2 separate regions of the Capsicum annuum genome follow, and region 1 is linked to region 2. The links are chromatin contacts, called in public Hi-C maps. All regions are on one chromosome and are shown on one strand. The core of a region is the stretch at or near the end of the contact, and the rest is flanking DNA. Distances in the headings are between cores, read along the strand shown. Region 1 has its middle 65 kb from the start of LOC107863797. Region 2 holds the start of LOC107863797.

What was found. Hi-C and Micro-C count contacts between places; a contact is called where the count stands out from the background.
Region 1: a Hi-C map of leaf shows a contact between it and region 2, with 1.8 times the contacts expected there. The contact joins the enhancer-like site here to the promoter of LOC107863797 in region 2. A contact is called at or near these places in 3 of 5 Hi-C or Micro-C datasets (bud, leaf and placenta).

Annotation. Positions count from the first base shown.
Region 1 is chr3:62,709,522-62,712,765 of UCD10Xv1.1, reverse strand. It overlaps the pseudogene LOC107863796. Among protein-coding and RNA genes, the nearest start is that of LOC107863797, 65 kb to the right of the region's middle. Within about 2 kb of position 1,280, at least 2 of the 5 cell types and tissues checked have an H3K27ac peak or open chromatin away from gene starts, as enhancers often do. A contact at or near this core is called in bud and leaf, where this site is marked.
Region 2 is chr3:62,644,039-62,647,716 of UCD10Xv1.1, reverse strand. LOC107863797 reads left to right here and starts at 1,982. Exons shown (of 14, transcript XM_016709935.2): 1 at 1,982-2,197; 2 at 2,429-2,506. The coding sequence starts at 2,105.

The DNA of each region.
Region 1 (3,244 bases), core at 31-2,530, 66 kb before region 2:
CGGAGCATAGAGGCAGGTTTAACAGACTGAAGAATGGGCTTTTGGAGCACAGAGAGAAGTCTCAATAGATTTACTTAGAGTACAGTTAATGGCTAAATTAGCTGAAGTGAGAGGCCAGAGCAATAGAATATGTAGAGAGAAGATGGGTGTTAAAATATTTCGTAGGTAACTCTAGCGCCATTATTTAGCTCAAGTGACGAGAATTGACCAAAATCATATAACATGACTTGCTCAAACCAGTGTGAGACTATAACACCCTCACACACGTCTAGGATGGGATATTTGGAGTGTGGCTCAGCATTGTATAATACAACACTGAATGTATACAATGTGGAAGAATCTAAGCTTCCAACACAAAACCATAAGGCAATAGGTGAAATAACCTAATACACCATAAACTTTTGTCTGAAACTCTTACACAACCTGTGTAAGACAGGTTTCCAAACACTGGTGTTACTTTTTTTGTTTCAGACTATCGAGATTTTTATCAGCAAAAGGATATTCTTAAAACACGGGGGTTAGTCTACTTTCCTTGGGTCTTTTTTTCCAAAATGTCTTATCATTCTCATATGCGTGTATCATGTATATATATGTATTTAACAGGCTCAGACTGCTGTGTTCTGTGCTGGCATTTTAGAAGTTCTTAGTACAGAGTTGAAAGGATCAGGAGACTTTAAAAAGCTGCGTCCTGGAATTGCAATAGTTGGATATATTTCATCAATAACGGTGCCCATCAATATCCAGGCATTTGGTCATCTGCTTACTTTTCTCACTCACCGATATTCACAGGTATCAAACCGCAGCTACATAAGAGAAATTTAGAAACTATTGAATAGATAAATCAATAATATGCCACAATGAACTGAGTCTTCTTATCAATTGTTTTCAACTATTTCTGCAGATAAGGGAAGCCAGTGCTGATCAAGTTTATAATGTGCTACAAAATGGTACTCGCGTTCCATAAGATAAAATAGAGAAAGCATGTGAGGTTTTTGCTGAAACTTGCTGGGGAGGTGATGTTGGAGAAGCACAACAGAAGAGATTAGAGCTCTGTGCCACATGCAACCTAGATTTTGGGATGATATTGAAAGCAAATGGTGGAACATCTTGTGAAGTCATTGAACAGGCACTCATATGTGATGAATATGCATCATATGCTTCACTTGTTGGATCATCTGGATTTTAGTTTCCTTGTTCTACGGGGAAAGACTGCCACCATTGTAATGTTTTTCATTAAATAGGTAGTCACAGGAATTTAGCCGAGTTGGTTTCTAACGTTATCGCGAATTATGGAAATGTTTTTCATCAGATAGCTGATCATAACGTGGCACTCACTGTTTTCTCAAATATGGCGTATTCCAAGAAAGGATTTACTGAAATGTTGCTGGAAATATTTGGTTCAGGAGCCGACCGTGTCAAAAGCACAACAGAGAGAATTGTTAAACCCAGTCAAAGAGTTCTCTTTCCAGAAATAATAGCCCTCTAATTATTCATTAATAATGCAAGCATTTGAACTGCTAATAAGCTTTCACAAATACTCGGAGAAAAGTCATGAGTGTTTTAGGCTGAGATTGTAGGGATAATACCCACGTAAATACCTGAACTTTGATCAAATTTTCAATGGAGCAAACTGAATTTTGCGGGGATTCAGTTACCCCTCTAAACTTTTTTTTAAAATTATTTTAATGGCATATAATTGGTCAACTTTTACACATACTCAGTCAACCCAATAGCGGTGAATACACGTGCCCGTTTAAATAATAATTATCCTATTTAATTTTTATTTTAACTCCTACTTATTTACAAATGTAATAAAAGTTAAATTAATTAATAAACAAAAATGGACCTTGTCTCTTCTCTGCTCTTCTCTCTACTCAACAAACACCTCACCTTTTCAATCATCTCTTTCACTCTTACCTTTTCAATGTGTGTTTCACTCTTAATCCTCATTTCTCACTTACACTACTCTTTTAAAAAAAATCACTTGCAAAATCAACGTTAACAACTGTTCGGGTGTTCCTAGAGGTGTGATTTCGTATTGGGATCTGTGAGAGTCTTGGTGTTGAACAAGTCTTGAAGGTTAGCTTTTCTAAACTTAAAAATTGAAACTTTATGACAATTTCTTTAGGGTTATTGTTCAACAAGTCTGTAGTTTCATAATTTCTCAAATTTAAGGTTTTTTGCTATTCTAAATCATTCTTATTTTTATCAATGAGTTAGGGCTTTTTTGTAATCTAAATTGACTCTTCCTGTGTGATTAATTACTGCATGTTTGAATACTTAAATTTTCCTTAGTTGTAACTCGTTGCGAATGTGACTAAATTTCAGGAATGCGTGATTTTACATATATAACCCTGAGATATTTTCATGGTGGTGTTTTGAATAGTAAAAGTAAAAAAACCAGATTATGAGGGTGGTGAAGTCACATATATTTTTGATGTGGATGTGGATAAATTATCTTATTTTGAGCTAACTGGCTTTTTAAAAGAGTTAGGGTATGCTACAACAAGGTGCACGTTTTATCTAAGGCCACCTAAAAAGGACTTTCTGTTATCTTTTCAATATGATGAGGATATTTTTGAACTTTCACAATCCTTTGAAAATGGGGATATTGTTGAGGTGTACGTTTGTCACACGATTGATCAAGTTGATCAAGTTGATGGTCCCATTTGTTTGCTGGAATACACTACTACCAATGAAGAATCTTTTGTTGTTTTTAATAAAGAAGGTGACAAGGGGGTCCATGAAGGGGATAGGATTATTGAAAAAGGGGTTGAGGGTGGTCATTTTAATGAAGCACCAACTACTGCAGCATATGTTGAGCTTGAAAATGAGGCTGCACCTGGTGAGGCCTCATCTGCTTACAGCTGGTGGTGAGGCTGCAGTTGGTGGTGAAGCTGCACCTGGTGAGGCCTCATCTGCTGGTGTTGTTGCAGCTGGTGGTGAAGTTGCAGCTACTTCTAAGGTTGCAAATATTGATGCTTCTGACCTCTCAACTGAAAACAGCTCAGATTCAGACCATGAAGAGCTATTTGTTGAAGATGATGCTGAATTTGAAAGTGATGTGCATGAGGAGGATATAAACTTAAGGGCTGGAAGGAGAAAATACCAGAGAAGGAAGATAAAAGAAAAAATACCTAATGACCCTACAGAAGTTTCTGTTGGTGAAGTTGGTCCAGATCTGGGATTTGAGGAGACAGAAATGGCTGATAAAAGTTTAAAAGGTAAAGTTACTGGGGATGAG
Region 2 (3,678 bases), core at 733-3,232:
TGAGTCATGTATTTATGAATAATACACATGTTTAATCCTGTGTATATATGCATTTTTAATAATGCAACGTATTTTTTACAAGTCTGAAAGTATAATTTTCCTGATATGCATATGTATTCATACTCTTTTGTATATGTTTTTGTCTGCAATGCATATATTAATATGTAAGTTTCTGAATATTTATGAATAATGCATATGAATTTTCTAATTATGCGTATATATCCATCAATAATATGTGTATTTTTTACAAGATGTCCATATGTATTTGTCTAGCTAATACACATACAGACATATGTATTTTTAAGATTTGCAATTGTGTTTTTGAACAATACATATTTATGATTAATATATATGTTCATTTCAGTTTGCATTTGTATTTATTTCTAATGTAAATATATTTTTTTCGAAATACGTATGGTTCTTTGTTATTACATGCAGACGTAGTTTTATGCATAGAACATATGTATTTTTTACTAACGCATATGTATTTTACTAATATGAATATATTTTTTTTCATATATGCATATGTATTTTACCAGATATATATATATATATATATATATATATATATATATATATATATTTGTTTAGTAAAATACACACACTACACACATATATAATAAATTAAATTAATCAAACTCAGTAAAATAATTGCAACATTTGAACTATAACAAGTTAAACAACAAGTTCGAAATTTAGAATCACATAATTCTCAATGAAAAAATTATTCAACTGTTTCTTGACTAAATACATCTTTAAACTTATCATTTGTTGTATTTTCTACATGAACGCTTATTGTGCCCTTTAAACACACATGAACTGCAATAATTTTTGTTTTTCTTTCCAACAATTATATAAATAGATACAACTGAAAACATATGTAATTGTCAGTGAACACATAAATATACTGCGTATGTATAATATATATACATATAGTTGGAATCATTTGTAACTTTCAGTGAACACAAAAAAAAAGAACTGCATATGTATATTATAAATACATACAGCTGAAAACATATGTAACTTCCAGTGAACATATAAGCATACTGCATATGTATAATATATATACTTATAGTTGGAACCATATGTAACTTTCAGTAAACACCAAAAAAAATTGCATATGCATATACATGTGCAATATCTGTTAATTCATATTCAATTTGAATGCTTTTGCAGGTCACATCTACATGAATGTGTGAAGTCAGTAGTGTGTAGAGTTGGGTACGAAGCGTTTATGTTCAACAATATTGCATCACTGATGTAATCTTCATATTGTTGTTCATATGTCCATCTATCAGAGTGTTTAATCAGAACAGATATGTTTTCCATTGTCAATCTAAAAAACACTACAAAATAGTAAAAATAAATCTAATTATCAAATACGTACTATAGACAATAACTCATTACTATATACAAAACAGCAAAACGAATTTCAAATATAACTTCTAATTTGAAAAAAAAATCGATCAGAACATTTTATTCGAGAACAGATAAAATTCACAATACGATTCAATTTTTTAACGTCATGACTTTTACGCAATTATGTTATTAATTTTTCAGAAATTATCGCAATTATATTTTGTGAAATACACAAACAGAATCAAGTTTGTTTATCGATACCTGTGAGTGTAGCGCAGTATTTTTAATTTTTCTTTAAAATTTCAGACGATGATCAATAAAAAGCACTTTGTCTCTTTTTGAATTTGCTTTGAGTTTCTGTTTATGAAAAAACGTTTTCTGAATTTGAATTAATAAAAATAAAAGAGTCATAAGGTAAAGGATTCTATTTAATTAAATATGGTATAAATTAACAAATAATTTCATTCTTTATTTAACTCTAACTGATTAGAATTAAATAAGGAATAGATACTCTATTTGTATATATATTTATATAACAATTTTTAACTAAAATACAGAATACATATTATTATTTTTCATAATTTTGAAATTATTGATATAAAAATTATAATTACGGTTGTACACTTGCTATTTCTGGAATTTTCCCCTTCAAAGTACTGCGGTTGTACCGCCTGGCCCAGTCCAGTCAACGTAACCAACAAGCAGCGGAGTAATTGCAACTTGCTAGAGCAGCACCAGTGTAACAATGATGGAAGAAGATTTGCGAATCCACACATTCACCGAAATTCCGTCGTCAGAGTTATTCACTTCTCAAATTGAACCCAAAAACGTTCCAGCGGTAACTTCTCTAACTTATAAATCATGCAAATCACATATATAAGCAAGCTACTTTGGTACGAAAGATAATCACGAGATTAGTTTTTGGATGAATTTACTATCTCGTAGTGTTATTTTTATACTAGGGATAACCTAATCCGGGATAATTTGTTCCCATACCAAATGAGACTATATATTTGTGCTGGCTTGTTCAACATTTTTTATTTTTTTTTGTGTTTCTCTTTTGGTCTAGGTTTTCAAGGGATGTATAAAGAATTGGAAGGCTTTTTCAAGGTGGAACCCGTCGGACGGTGGCCTGATATACCTGCAGGTACTTTTTTTCTTTTCTTGTTTCCTTGCTTTGCAATTATGCTATTACTCCTTCGCTCCCGTGTTACTTGTCCACATTACTAGAAATATCTGTCCCACATTGGATAGAATTAACTTAATTTTTCACATTTTGCCCTTAAATTAATTCGTTTTGAAAGTATAAATATTGTAAATTTCTAAAGAAGTTTCTGCATTGTTAATCTTGGTATTGATGGATAAGACACATAGTTGTAGTGTATATAAAAAAGAGTTAAAAGAGTAAATCAGTAGAAGAATCCTTTTTCTTTATGTTTTCTTAAGGGATGTTTAAATGGGAAAGTGGACAAGTGAATATGGGACGGAGGGAGTAACTGACACCTGATTCTGTTCAATTTATTAAGCTAACCAAAAAATATGATAATTAGAAGCAAAAAGGAAATGAGTACTGTTGGAATTACGCGTAATTTCTTACTGATACCCCTTAATGAAGTAGAGAGCAGCCTAGTGCTGAAGTCCAGAATTTTCATATAAATGCGATTTATTGAAACTGAAATTTGCCTCCAATAAAGTTTTCAAGTCTTACTATGAATTGAGATGACGTCAAATTCTTTTGTTGTTTGATTTATTGTTATGCAAGTGAAATCAGTTAGCTTTTAGCATCTGGCCTTGTTGTACAAAACCAATAATTGTAATTAATAATTGAAAAACTAGAAAAATAGAACACAAGAGGAAAAGTATCTGCCTTGTTCCTGATGTCAATATAAAATGTAACCTTGTCAAATAACTTTGAACTTCTCTCAAGCTATCTCTTTCCCTTACGATAAGAAATGAACTAAAGATGAAGTACGAGAAGCCTGTCTGTTTGCTTAGTCGAAGTCGAATAATGAACTGATTGTTCTCTCATTTCACTTATAAAGCACAGATGGACATGTAGAGAGGCTCGAGAGCATGAGTGTCCAGAAACAAGTAATCAGATTGAAAGCTGATTAATTTTTTTTAATTGATACTCCTAAGCTATATTCTCAAAGACCTACACAAGATTTGTATTGCAGAAACCTAGCATATCGTCTCCTCCTCTTCAACTCTGTCTAAAGGACATAATAATGAAATTATATCAGATATATGTCTATAACATGAAGTTCCCCCTAGAGAAAGACTTATGTGAAATCTGAATAAGTAAATTACTTTTCTCCA